2 separate regions of the Triticum aestivum genome follow, and region 2 is linked to region 1. The links are chromatin contacts, called in public Hi-C maps. All regions are on one chromosome and are shown on one strand. The core of a region is the stretch at or near the end of the contact, and the rest is flanking DNA. Distances in the headings are between cores, read along the strand shown. Region 1 holds the start of LOC123120188 (WD repeat-containing protein WDS homolog). Region 2 holds the start of LOC123120214 (bifunctional riboflavin kinase/FMN phosphatase).

What was found. A called contact is a pair of places that touch in the nucleus more often than the background predicts.
Region 2: a Hi-C map of leaf shows a contact between it and region 1, with 5 times the contacts expected there. The contact joins the promoter of LOC123120214 here to the promoter of LOC123120188 in region 1. A contact is called at or near these places in 4 of 5 Hi-C or Micro-C datasets (leaf and an unstated tissue).

The regions. Positions count from the first base shown.
Region 1 is chr1B:294,120,180-294,126,871 of IWGSC CS RefSeq v2.1, forward strand. LOC123120188 (WD repeat-containing protein WDS homolog) reads left to right here and starts at 3,810. Exons shown (of 5, transcript XM_044540184.1): 1 at 3,810-4,905; 2 at 5,135-5,203; 3 at 5,574-5,675. The coding sequence starts at 4,249.
Region 2 is chr1B:294,570,252-294,578,014 of IWGSC CS RefSeq v2.1, forward strand. LOC123120214 (bifunctional riboflavin kinase/FMN phosphatase) reads left to right here and starts at 3,347. Exons shown (of 11, transcript XM_044540214.1): 1 at 3,347-3,365; 2 at 4,158-4,289; 3 at 4,391-4,577; 4 at 5,256-5,386; 5 at 5,494-5,563; 6 at 5,668-5,733; 7 at 6,264-6,418; 8 at 6,509-6,604. The coding sequence starts at 4,214.

The DNA.
Region 1 (6,692 bases), core at 2,560-5,059:
GTGGGTTCGATTATCCAGGGTCATCTATGAAAAAAAATAGATACGGGATACTTTCTGTTCCTTTACCGGATCACTAAAAAGAGGTATGAGCCACTGCACCCACAACCCCCTAAAACTTTGAGTTCATCGACGGCCTGGCCGTTGTTTCTGGCAGCAAATGGCTATTGCGGCCTTCAAAGCCTGGTTTGGTGCATTTTCAAGCTTCGAAGGGCAGTGTATATTTTGCAGGTCGTTTTGTGTCATTTTAATTGTATCAACTACTTTTTTTCTTGATAATTATCCGACATAAGTTGCCCAATGTCTTTTCTAAAATAGAAATTCATTATTGAACAAAAGTGGCATATTTCTAGGCTTTGTACAAGGCCTTGGTGACTGTCGACCTGGAACTAAGTAGGGTTGGTCTTCATGAGCTTCATTCATTATTTGCGCCATCCAAAATTATTATTCTTCCTCGTACTTAATGTCAAATTTGATCATACATTTGACTACTAGTAAATCATAAGTTCATGTAATAAAAATTATATCATTTGAAACATTATTTAACGGAAACACTAATGCCCACACGTGTGGGCGTTTGCATCTCGCCCACACGCGTGGATCCGCGTCCATTTGTGTGTGCATGAATCTTGGCATGTTTGTGGTGCGACGTAGGACTGGGCTGGTGTGTGGGCATTCATCCGGTCGCCCACACGTCCGTTTCACCACAAGGAGGGGCCCGGTGTGTGAGCGTTTAGCAGTTCGCGCACACGCCGATTTTCACTCACGCACAAGGGTTGGTGTGTGGGCATTTGTCATCTTGCCCACACGCCCGTATCCTCTCCCACACCCAAGCTGCTATTTGCCATGTGTTTTGCAGTGTACATGACAACTGCCCTACTATGCTTGTAAGCAGATGGCAACTTTTTTTTACTCGAACATGTCAGTTGCCATGTGTTTTGTTGGGTACACGACAACTGCCTAGTGTACACGTAAGCAGATAACAACTCTTTTTTACCCGAGTTGCCATGTGTTTTTGCATGGTACATGGCAGCTGACCTAGCGTGCACGTAAGCAGATGACAACTATTCCTTTTCATGGCAACTGCCCTAGCGTGCTTGTGAGCACATGGCAACTCTCTCAACTGTGTTAGCAGGTGGCAACTCCTAAAGTTTTAAAATCATGGCAACTGTAGTAGACCTGACCATACATGACAACCGCAGTTGAGCAACCATGGCAAGTGCAGTTAAATGAACATGGAAGAGGATCCAGACAATGGCAACTGCGGGGACACTGCTGACTGTCACGCGGGGCGTGCGGGACCATAAGGTACGAGGCCTGATGTACGGGCGTGTGGGCGTTATCTATTTTGCCCACACGCATGCATGTGAGAGGGACCGCGAGGAAAAAAAGAGGCGTGTGGGCATTACTTGGTTTGCCCATACGTAGGCGTGTGGGCTGATCCTCTTAAACACCACACGAACTGTGTGGGCAGACCCCTTAACGCCTACACGTGTGGACGTTATCGGCGTCTTTATTTAAACATGCACCCAATAATAAGTACAATTCTTGTTGTATATAATTTATTTTTTGCTAATATAAAATCTATGATCAAATCTCTACTACCTAAAAAAAACGGAACGTTCCGTTTCCCCTCTTACGTCGTCGATCTTCGTCCAGCCTTCGCTCGTTCCGTTGTCCTGTGGCCAACGTGCGCAGGCCCAGAAAGGCCCGATACAAAGGCGTGCAGGAGTCCATGCGTCTCTCGGCCGTCGTCGACAGCTTTTTTTCCCCTCGCACATTCATCGCGTCCAAAATTATCGGGATGCAGTCCCCGATCCGATATGATTTGATGCCCTCGCTCGTTATCTTCGCCATGGGCGTTGCCTCCTCGTCCTAAGCACAGCCGCCACACATACCCATCTCTTCTCTCTTGAAGCCGCCATCGCCGCCCGCTCCCCGTCCGGCTCAGCAACTCTCTCTGCTCGGTGCTCATTGGTGAGGCTCTGCTTCCCCTCTTCGCAGTGATGGGATTGGGAGACAGTGGTGGTGGGTGTGGATCGGCGGTGACGTGGCGAGCGAGTAGAGACGAGCGCAGTCGAGCCACCCCGCCTCCAAGCTGTGCCCTAGACGAGGTCGTCGCCTCGCCTTTGTGCTACCATCGGCAGCGCTGAACGAGGATGACGGCCTGCTCCTGGCTGAGGGTTGCTGCTCCTCGTACAAGGATGCCGAGGCGCAGGCCACCGCGTTGCTGCACATAGGGAATGGTAGGGGAGACCGGCCGCTGCTGAGGCAGGAGAGCACGGTGCTGTAGCGGGCCAAGCAGGGAAAGAGAGAGGGAGAGGGAGAGAGAGAGAGAGATGAGATGAGATTTTCTATGCTTATTACCTTGATGCTACTCACAGATAAGATAGTTTAGGAAGTGGAAGAGATATAGTATGCTGCACGGATGCTGTTTTTGCTATTTCTTATTGCTGTGCAGATGAGAGAGAGAGAGAGAGAGCGGAGAGAGTCGAGCAGTGCTTTGTTGTTGTTTGGCACAACAATGGATCCCTACGTGGATTTGTTGAGTGATGAGAACACCGATGCAATTTGGGACTACCATTGTATTTTTGGATAACCATCAAAGTGCACGGACATGACTTTTTTGTTTTCTTCCCAGTAGATTATATCCCGCAAATATGCAAGTAACATGTAACAGAGAAGAGAGGTCAAGCCAACATATTCACTGGTAAGAAACTTGAAAATATTGTACCAACCTCACAAACATTGGATTCTGTGGCTGCCGCCATAATGGGAGTAATTGACGACTAATAATGCTTAGGTTAACACCATGTATAGTATAACTTTTTTGACTTTGTCATACTTTCTATGTTCCTATTTTTTGATCCCCGGAGCGAATCTACATTCATTACATGATTTTGGTAATATTTCTTAAATCTTTTCTGGCTTTGTCATACTTTCTATGTTAACACCATGTCACTTCTTAAATATTTTCGTTCTCTTAAAAATAATAGAGTCTACTAAACATAGTTAGGTCAAATGCAAACCAACATGTGGTTGGATGGTTAGGAGGACAATGGTATCTTCAGTCCACTAGGTTCAAGTCCTAGACTTGACCCTGGTACTCGTCATTTCCTGAATTTATTTCAAGCCGTTCGGCGATGCGTGTTTAGTGGGAGGAAGGGTGTGCGTGTGTGTGTTCATAGGAATGAATGTATGTGCGTATGTATGAGCGTCGACGTCTGTACCTTGTTCAAAAAATGTAAGATCAAAATAATTATTCTGACATGATTAAAGAAATGGATAATGAAAAAAGATCAATTATGCAGTTAACTTAAAGCTATTGGAACTTGGTTTGTAATACTGGTTTGATCAGATTCCATGACATTATTTTTCTCCGTTGTGGTGGCAAATATAATGCATATGAACCTTCGGTAATACGGGGATGTGATTAGATTGGATGCCCAATGATAGAAGCAGATTATAAGAAACGAATATCCAAGAAAAATATTGTGTGTGTTTGAAATGAGGTGGAGAAAGGGAGATTGTGAGCCGGATGCGCCATTGACAAAGATGATAAGTTTGAATTAGGTAGGTGGAGACATGAAGGCAGTGGATGAAAGATAAGAAAAGAAGTAATGCCTCGTGATTATTGTTAAACCATTAGAATATTATGCCCCGTTGCAACGCACGGGCATTTACCTAGTTTTAACATAAAATCCGAGGAAAATTACGAACCCGGACGTGGGGAAGAAGTGCATCATGAGAACAAAGCCAACTCGGGACCCCACCGCCGATCTTATCCTCGTCTAGTGAGCTCGTGCGGCTCGGATTCAACTCCAATGTATAATGGACGGCCATGGCCCCTCCAGCGTCCCGTTCGAAAACAACCGTCCGAGCTGTGTATGCATTCCCAAAATATCTACTTTTATCGGCCCACAGATCCACCAGGAAACCAAAACTCCCCACAATTTTGATCTGATCATTTCAAAATCCCACAACCCCTCTTCCAAAATCGCGTCGTCACACCAAGAAGCTCTCGGAATTTCGAGTTCTCCTCCCATTTTTCCTGGCATCGGGCGCGCAGATTTTGACCAGTTATCAACTGTTCTTCTCCAGTCCCTCGAAGCGCAGAATTTTGTTCCTTTTTCCGGCTGTTTTGATCCGACAGTTGTTCCGAATCACTCTCTCCGCAGCTGACGTCCCTTTTCCGGGTTTTGCTATTGCTGGGGGCGTAAAATCCCTCAAGCTGGCGAATTCGGCGTGTCCATGGACCAGCCCGAGAGCTCTCTCCCCCATGCCGCGGTCCAGAAGGGGCAGACCCCACGCCGCGAGGAGCTCGTGCGGCTCATCGCGCAGTCGCTCTACTCCCTCGGTTACCGGAAGGCGGCAGCCACGCTTGAGGCGGAGTCCGGTGTGCCGCTGTACCCCCCGGAGCACGACCGCCTCCTGCTCGACGTAATGTCTGGCCGGTGGGACGCGTGCGCGGCCACTATTGACTCTCTTACCGGCATTACCGAAAGGAACCGTGCGGTCGCGGAGTTTTTGGTGTGGAGAGGGCACTTCCTGGAGCTGCTGGGCACTGGGGACGCTGGTCTACGCCTTGCAACGGAGGTGCTCTCGCGTCGGATCGCCCCTCTTGCCATCGACAGAAGATGTGTGCACTGGCTGGCTCGCGCAGTGGTCACGTCCGAGGGCGCGGTTGCACCAGAGGCTGTGGCTGAATGCAGGATTGGGCTTTTCTTGGATTTGGTTGAGGCGTTGCCGCCATGGTTCCGTGTGCCAAGTGGGCGGCTTGAGCATTTGGTGGAGACTGCGGTTATTCAGCAGGTTGCTTCGTGCATATATCATAATCTGCCGGATGAGGTCACTCTATTTGAGGATCACAAGTGCCATGAAGAGCAGATCCCTTCCGACTGTGCGCAGGTGTGAGTTTTTGTAGTTCTTGGTTTTTCCTATCAGCTTCTAGATAAATTTCGTAGCCTGTCAGATTTATAAGAAATGAGAAATTGTATGCCACACTCAGAAACTAGAGTTATCGAAGCAGAAACTTGAATACAGCAACTTCTATTGAGTAGTTCGCAGAGCACGCTTCAGCATGTCTATTTACATATGGTCTTTAAATTTCTGTTCCATGATGTTGCTATATCTGCAGCACCATCCCTCCTTGTGTTGGCTATTGGAAGCATATAATTATCATTCAACTGGAACTTGTGCTTCAGAAGTACGAAGTGCTCCTTTTCCATCAGCGAGGCAGGACTTGTACCATTTTGTAATCTTTGCACCGGAAGTATAAATTAATCTGCTTCATTCGCTTTTATGCTTCCCATAGTCACCATGCTAATTCACATAAAACTTACTGTTCAGTACAAGTGTCCTGTGGGTTTCAAACATTGCTCAATCCTCAGTGAGATGGTTATGAGTTATGATATTTCAAAACCAATATCCACAAGACTATTAATTTTGTTTGTCAAAAGGGGATGAGTATTCATATACACTATTTATGTATCCTAAATGAGTAGACATAGTCCATGCTTGGGTGCTGGGGCCGTATGGCAGAGATGGATACTTGAAACTTCTATGCTTGTTTGCAGATATTATGTGCTCATAAAAACGAAGTTTGGTTTGTAAGGTTTTCAAATGATGGAAACTACCTGGCATCATCTTCAAGTGATTGTACGGCCATCATTTGGAAGGTATAGTTATACACCCTAACATTGACCTGAAAAGCAATGTGCCTTGTTACTTGCATAAATAATGCTAAGATTATATTTTGTTCTCCTGGCACTTTAGAATTTTGAAGCAGAACCATCAGATTCAGGGCACAATAGAATAGGCTTGTTTTTCTGCTCCCAGCTATACCTAACATCATTGAATAACATATAAAGTGAATAAACTGTTTCACTCTGACAGTACTTTTTAACTGTTGGAACATTGCTCAAGCGAGCAGTGTAATACGATATATTTATTAGTACAGAGCTTGCTCCAAACTGCCAGAGTTGTAGATAAGCTGACAGACTGCATTAAGTACTATCCGCAGTGAGATACTCTGTTGAACTCTTGGAAGTGTAGTATTCACCGTGACACGTTTATATTTAGGACGCTCTTTACCTCTGCTGAATCTGACTATGAATAGAAGTTCTACACTCTGTCAAGCCTGTCAGATATCCTTGTTACATATGATCGTTGCTGATCATTACTAAAAACTTCATTCATGATGGATAAAATTTATTCAAGGAAGTGTACAGTAGAAAAATATGCATCTTTCTCTTGCTTCTGGTTTTGCTCCTAGTAAGCACTCAGCCACCTAGAATGGTTGTTATGCCATCCTTCAGGCAAAGAGGCCATGAGCCCTCACCCTTGATTGGCCACCTGGGAGCTCATCTCCCATGTTGGCTGCCATGGCTCTGGGGTCTGGTTGAAGAAAAGTGGGATTCTTGAGAGCTTCTGATTATTTTTACTCTTGGCTCAAGAAAGGATAACTGTGCTGTGCTTAAGAAAAGTTTTTCCATTTCCCTGATAGAAAATTCCCTGAATAAAGTATGCATTTAATTATTTTCCAAATTTATTAGTTAGTTTCAGAGTTTTCCCTGAATAAGAAAAGTTTTGCCATTTTGATGTTGCCAGGCTGGGCCACCCATGAACAAGTCAAAATAAAATGATGTTTTCGAGTACATGTAGCCAAACCTTTTTTGAATTTTAGCCACTAATTT
Region 2 (7,763 bases), core at 2,097-4,596, 450 kb after region 1:
TGAAAAGTATCGCAAAGCAAAGGGAACATCACATGATAGCCAAAGGTTCACTCGGTTATTATTCGTGTAATCGCAGGGACCGATATGGATGTCCACTGTTCTGCTAGCAGTCATTAAACGAAGGGTTTTCGTTCATGTCTATGATTTACCGAATCTACGGGGTCACAAGCTTAAGGTAATCACGATCTACTGAGTATTAGCGGGACGAGAGTGATGAGAATATATTCATGAAATTGTTTCATGAATATCCAGAATAGTTCCAAGAGGTTCCGGAAGCGTTTCAGGGTCACCGGAAGGGTTTCGGTGAGTATCGGGTAATACCGAGTATTACTGATTAATTATATATAGGTGCAAAATATAATATTTCCGGAGATGTTAAATTATATATATAATCGTATGAAAACATTTAGAACATTTTATATTTAATTAAAATATCAACGGGCCTTAAAAGGTGAAGAGGTGGAAGGAAATATGGGCTAGATAGGCCCATATGGAAGTGGCGCCCCCCGTTTCCTTGTGTGTGTGTGGGGGGGGTGTTCGAATCCTACTTGGGGAAGGAGTGGGACTCCCCCCAAGGCTAGCGCACCAAAAGGGACTCTCTCCCACCTTGGTGGCTGCCCTCTCCCTCCCCTCTAACCTATATATACTAGAGGATTTCTACCATATGGATATACAAGTGTTGGTGCCTCCTCTAGTTGATCTAGTACACGTTCTAGTTGGTCCTTTTTGACTAATTAGAGCGAGCCCTAACCATCTCTAATCCTTATAATTAAAAGTCCCGTGTGGTTCTAAACTCCTCCCTCCAATTCTCCAGCGATGATTAGCTCTGGACGGTGAAGCGCTAGCGGATCGTGAAGATCGTACGCTTGCAACCAAGTAGAGAGACCGTGCTTTCGATTTTCTGTTCGAGGGATTATTCGAGGGCGGTTTGCAGGATCGTCATCAACGTTCGAGGAACTCCAAGTATGATCTATGATGAAGCACGGACTAGCGAGACACTATTTCGTGAGTGAAAACGGCCCGATCTTTCACGGCGATGTTTGATGAGCAGTCCGTCTCTTTGTTCCTCCTCGCAACCTTCAAGAACAATTTTCACCCGCGTACGAAAATACATGAATAAAAATAATGATCCTCTTGAATCAACACATAGGTGTCGATGTGATGATCAACCCTCCGTCGCTAATAAATTTTCACGATGGAAAATCACAGATGATACAAGATATGGTCGTCCCTAACTCGGACGTTTTTCTGTATATTTCATAACTCTGAAAACAAACTAAAACTAATCTCGTACATGGCCGAACATATCTTTTTATATGCCAATCTTGCCGACGCGTGGGCCCTCGACAGCTCCGTCACAACCGCTGAGATGGCCGCCAAGCGCCGCCGCCTCCTTGACGGCGAGCTCGAGATTGGCGAGGAGTGGTCACTTAGTGACTGCTCTGCCAACGCCGGTCGCAGCAAGGTCGCCACCAGGGCTCCGAAGGCCACGTCGGCAGTGGCCGCGGCGACACTCTGCACAGCGCAACAGGAGGTGGAGCGGCTCCTACGCGAGCGGCATGCAGCCGTCGAACAAGGTTGCTGCGGCCCTTCGGTGGTGTTTCGCCGCTGGAGGGACGACGATGGTGCGGCAGGGCAGGACAGTCACGCGTACGAGGTGGTCGTCTGGTATAGGGTTTAGATTTTTTTTTCTAGTTTTTTTATTAAACTGTCAAAATTATGTCCGAACTTCAATGAATTTTGCCCGACTTTATCAATTTTCGTCTGGTTAGATCTAATTATTGGCCAAATATACGAGGACAATGTTGGATGGCGGTCTCCCGCATCTATGCCAGGGATCAGATCCCCAGTTCGCAGACGGATACGATAGATAATTTTGGGGTCACCGTTTGGAGATGTCTTTAGGTCTCTGATTATTCTTCCTTGGTGATACATATAACGGGACCGAGGGATCCCCCGTCAGCTGCTTCTGTACCAAAGTATAAACGTTTTTTAGTTCAAAAAATACGGAGGGAGTACAACAACCAGAGAACCAGATACTTCAAATCTATTGTTTGATTGGGATAATTAGAGCTATGGAATGGGAATTGAAGGGATACGAGATTTTAAATCTATTGTTTAGTTAGAGGGATTGGGAGTTCATAAGGAAATAGTCATGGGTCTTGAGACTCCAACTCCCACCATTTTATTAACAGGAGAGGGGGTGAGAGTTGGAAGGGAATTGTTTTAGTGAGCCATTTTTTACCCCTCACGTTAATTTCCTTCGTATATTTCTTTGTCAATTACCATGAACCAAAACACGAGAATACAGTTTCTCCTCAAACTCTCAGACATAATTTCCATAATGCGCCAAGCAGGTAATAAAACGACTTATCCCATATCTAATCTCAATACAATTCCGTACATTAGAGCAACTCCAATGGGGTGACCCATTTTGTCCGTTTGGGTCATCCGGACATAAAACTTGGCCCAACGGGATGACCCAAACGGACGCACATGTTCGCTTGTTGTCCGTCCCCGACACAAACTTAGCCCAAATCTGGGAACAAATGGGGACGAAGCGGACAGAAGCGAACGCTCCCACCGTTCGCTACCATCGTTCGTGTCCGCCCTGGTGTTCCCCCTGGTCCCACGTACCAGTGACTGGGCACGAGCTGGGCAACTCCACGACCGCCGCAACAAGTAGAGAGGCCACTGGCGCAGCCATCCGTCGCGCTCACCGGCGAGGCCGCCGACGCAGGATGCTCACCGGCGCCACCTGCACACCGTCATTCTGTCGCCCACGGGGCTAGAGCTCGTGTCGTGCGACGGCGGCGACTGGATCTCGCGTCGTGCGGCGGTGGCTAGAGCTCGCGTCGTGCGGCGGCGGCTAGAGCTCGCGTCGTGCGGCGGCGGCGGCTAGAGCTCACGTTGTGCGGCCGCGGCTCGAGCTCGCGTCCTGCACCGGCGACGACTGGATCTCGCGCCGTGCGGTGGCGGCTGGATCTCGCGCCGTGCGTCAGCTGGATCTCATGCCGTGCGGCGGCTGGATCTCGTGAGTGGGAGGCGGAGAGGAACGATGGCGCGAGAGGGAGTGATGAAGGGGCCGCGCGAGGAGGGGCATGGCGGCGCTGGCGCCGCTAGTTGGAGGAGACGGGGCAAGCAGGGGCTCCGTTAGCGTGTGTCTGCATTTGTGTCCCGCGTTGGATACATCCTCCGTCGGCACGTGTCCACGGCATGTCCGCTGCGCGGACGAGCGACCCAAACGGATGAAAACAGACAAAAACCGTGTCCATTTGGGTCACTCCATTGTAGTTGCTCTTAAACTCCCATTCCCTTTCTCAAATTTAGCCGGTCTTGATTACTAACTGTAGCATCATCATCAGGTTTTTCCTTCGTCTGCTCCCCATCTCCATCATCGTTTTCTCCTTCAGTAAACTTAGCAGTACCCAAGTCGTCTCTTCGCCGCGCACGTACGCGTCCTCGCGGCGTATAATCCTTTCTTTTTCTTATCACTTCCAAATCCAAGTGTACAGATCGGCCTTTTCGTGTGCAAGGGAACGCTATAAGCCTATCCGGATCGGTTCTGCTCCGGCCGGCCAGCGGCGGAGGTTGAAATCAAGAAATTCCCAGCCGCACTAGAGGGAAAGCGCGGCTCTAGGGCTGCCGCCGCGCCGTAAGAGTCACCGCGGGCGCCTCAATCACGCCTCCACCCCCACCCCACCTCACCCCCTCCTCCCGCCTCTCACGCGCGTCGCCGTTCCCGTTCTATCTCACCGGGACATCGTGTTCCTGCTGTCTTCACCCCGTCCCAGTCTTTGGCCATCGAGGTAAGGTTGTTTTCATCCAGCGACTAACAAAATCACACTGGCCTTCATACACCCGGCACACTTACCGGGAGGTGATTACATAAGTCAGCCCAGCCAAACACTAGTGCCAAACGAATTTTCTATGCTCCTGTAAATAGCGGTCCGTAGTCTGTACCATCACAACTTTGGAAAAAATAGTCTCAGGTTCAAAAACCAAGGATAGGATGGGCTACTGCTTTTCACTCCTACTTGTAATAAGTAATTATATGCATATATTAAATCATCAGAAAAACATTGCCGGATTAACTAACTTTATGATTTAGTATCACTAATTTGGTGTGTGACTGAATAGTTTTTGCTACATGTCAGGTTGGGCTACCCAAATAATTTGTCTCTTGCTGCATTTAGCTAATCCGTCCTTGGAAATGGCAGCACCAAAGCCCATTACTCGCCTTATTTCCCATGTCATTCTTGATTTGGATGGTACCCTCTTAAACACAGGTGACCGTGAATTCCAAAAATTTCCTCCATTGTTTGATCTTTCCGAGTTAAATAAATGCCGAATACCCATTCCTGCTTACCTTGGTCGTACCATTTGGCAGATTGCATTGTAAGCCAGGTGCTGAAACCATTTCTTGTTAAAAATGGGAAAAAGTGGGATAGCAAGAAAGCTCACAAATTTGTTGGAAAGACACCTTATGAAGCTGCAGCTGTTGTTTTAGAAGATTACGGACTCCCTTACTCCACCGAAGAGTTCCTCTCCTTGATTAATCCAATGTTCAGCGAGCAGTAATCTCACTGAGCCTCTTCATACTTGTCTATGTTTCGGAAAATGCATATTACCATCTTACTGTAGTGGAAAATTTATACATTTTGTGGCTGCATCAGGCCATTCGCTTGATAAAGTAGATTGTTTATTTCAGTCTTTTTAAGTTATGAGTAACAATGCGATTTATATATATGGTTGATTTCAATATCTCTCTCTGTTTTATCAGTACATACTTAAATTATGGTACTACATCTAGAAGCAAGCATCTGGTATACCATAAGGCGGGTTCAAACCCAAATAGGCTTCATTGTGTATGTCTGGTATGCTTTTAGATTGAACAGTGCACTTGGCAAGTCACTGCAGAAGAATTTCTGTAAATCAGCAGCAGAATTAAGTTAGTTCTTTGGTCACGCTCCTTTGATGCAATTTAAACAGTAAAGTGAATTTTGGGTATAGTGCAGAAAGTACTTTAATAGAAATGAAAAGGATTTGTGTCTAATGAGATCATTTGTAAAGATTTTCTTACAATAACTTGTCGTAAGGTTGTGACTGGTATTGGGCATGATGATAGAACTACTACAGCTTTCTCATGCTGTAATGTGCACTATTTTTCTTGAAAAAAAACTGGCCCGTGTAATTTTCACTTGCGGCTGTATTCCTTCAGATATATGAGTAGCATATTAAATTTCATATTGCAGATGGGGCAACATAAAAGCTCTTCCTGGAGCTAATCGGTTAATAAAACATTTGAAGAGCAGCAGGGTGCCAGCTGCTTTAGCTTCCAACTCTTCAAGATCAAACATTGAATCCAAAATCTCGTGCCATCAAGGTATCCTTTTCCATTTTTCCATGCTTTAGGGATACCTGGATTTTTTCGTGTCCTTCTTTGTATTTGGTGGAATGATACAGTACTTAGTTTACTCTTATGATGTATAGGATGGAAAGAGTATTTCTCTGCAATTGTTGGTGCTGATGAAGTAGAGTCAGGAAAGCCATCCCCAGATATGTAAGGCAATGTGCTATATAATGTTTTCATTACTGATACCCTATAGATTTATCAAACTGATCTCATTTAGTTACTCCTGTTCTGCTGGTGTGGTGATACTCAAGATTTCTGGAAGCTGCAAAAAGAATGAATGCTGATCCTTCAAATTGCCTAGTAATTGAGGATTCCGTGTAAGTTCTGCCTTGGTTATGTAATAATATAGACATAGATGTTTTCAGTGGAACACCATGCACTTTTTGATGGAACAGAAATTCATGTTTGGATATGCTTGAATTGGCATGGAAGTTTGGTTCTCGTCTCCAGCTACATAGCAATAAAAACATACCTTCAGTAACCATCTGATAGATTTTGTGAATGTCAGGAAATGTTATTCTTGCTTTATGTTGTAAAAGAACAATGTCAGTCCTTTTGACAGATAAATTCTGACATGAATGATCTTCCACATCATAATAGCTTACAGTGGTACAACTTGATGAATTTACTTAATAATACACTAATTAGAAAGCTATGCTAATGTGCACAGCACAGAATTTTGAATTATGCAGAATTGCAGATGCATAGCTGTTCCATATATTTATGTAGATATTATGTTTACATCCACCATATCTACACTCACATTACTGGTTCCAAACTTATATTTTAGCGTGGAGTGTTTTAGTAACCATATTAGCTTAACATTTTCAATTAATGATTGTGCCAGGCCAGGTGTTACGGCTGGCAAAGCTGCAGGAATGCATGTCATAGCTGTCCCTTCAGTACCCAAAAGGACCGATGAATTCAGTTCAGCTGATGAGATTATCAACTCCCTCCTCGACTTAAGGCCTGAAAAATGGGGTTTGCGACCCTTCAATGATTGTATGCTCTAACTCTTGGGACTATCTGTTTATCATTATCTTAGAACAATATGGACATATTCAACTTACTGTTCATCAATTTTTTGCCCAGGGATTGAAGGTACCTTACCAATAGACCCATGGTTTATTGGTGGACCTGTGATCAAAGGATTTGGCCGTGGTTCTAAAGTACTAGGAATACCAACAGGTATCGTGGAACATATTATATAATTAAAGATTTCACTAGCAAGTTTTCAAACCTAAATGTCTAGAACAATTCACCGACTTCACATGCTATCACTTCTATAAATGTTTTTTTCATGATACTGTGTTATTAATTTTGTTCATTGATAGACTATTTCAGATGTTGCCCAGCTAGCTGGCCTACTTCCAAATACCAGTTCTGTGTTTTGCGTTACTAGAAAAGTAGCTAGAGAAACCCATGCCTGTAGAATAGGCGTTGTGTGTTTTTGAGATACATCAATCATTTGAAGCTGGTTTGTGAGCACCTAACTGTCGGTACCGTGAACAGTTGGTCCACGAGGTCAACCACATGCGGACCACAGGTAGATCCCTCCTTGGCCAGAACTATCGAAGACTCAAGGCCCGGGAACGAAACCTCCGGCAACGGCTGCGTTTTCTTACCACCGAAGGCACCATAACCCATCCACTTCATGCGTGGCAAGACAGACCTGCCTCGTCAGGGGCTGTATGACACGTTACACCCATGCAGACTGGGCGGTGGAGGTGCGTCAGCCACCATGGGTGATTCACCATGCCCCCTGCAGGAAGCGCGACACCTGTGGCGTCACGTGGCACCGTTGGGGTGAAACATCCCCAGGGCCAGGGGTGGTGGAGACAAGATTTGGATTCGCTCCCGGAAGATACAAGGGGATGACACATCACCGCGCATTTAATGTGCTCACCTACCCTGTCGGCTCAGGGCATTTCCTTAGCAACTACTACCTCCGTCCTAGTTTATTGGTCCCCTTCGCATTTCGTGCCAAATTTTGATCTTAGATTAACTAACAAAATGTTAATGCATGTAGCCAAAAATTATATCAATGAAAAAACTATGTTCAAATACGAATCCAAGATATAATTTTTTGTGACATGCATTATTATTTTCTTAGTTAAATCTATGGTCAAAGTTTGGCACAAAATACTAAGGGGACCAATAAACCAGGACGGAGGTAGTACGCCATTGTTGTACCCCTTGATCTATAAAAGGAGGGCCGGGCGAAAGTAGAAAAAGGTTGGACACTTGGTAGAAGAACCCCGTTCCCGAGAAGGACTTGTAGCTCTCAATCCACCCACATAAACACACCAAAAAGCAGGAGTAGGGTATTACGCAACCATGCGACCCA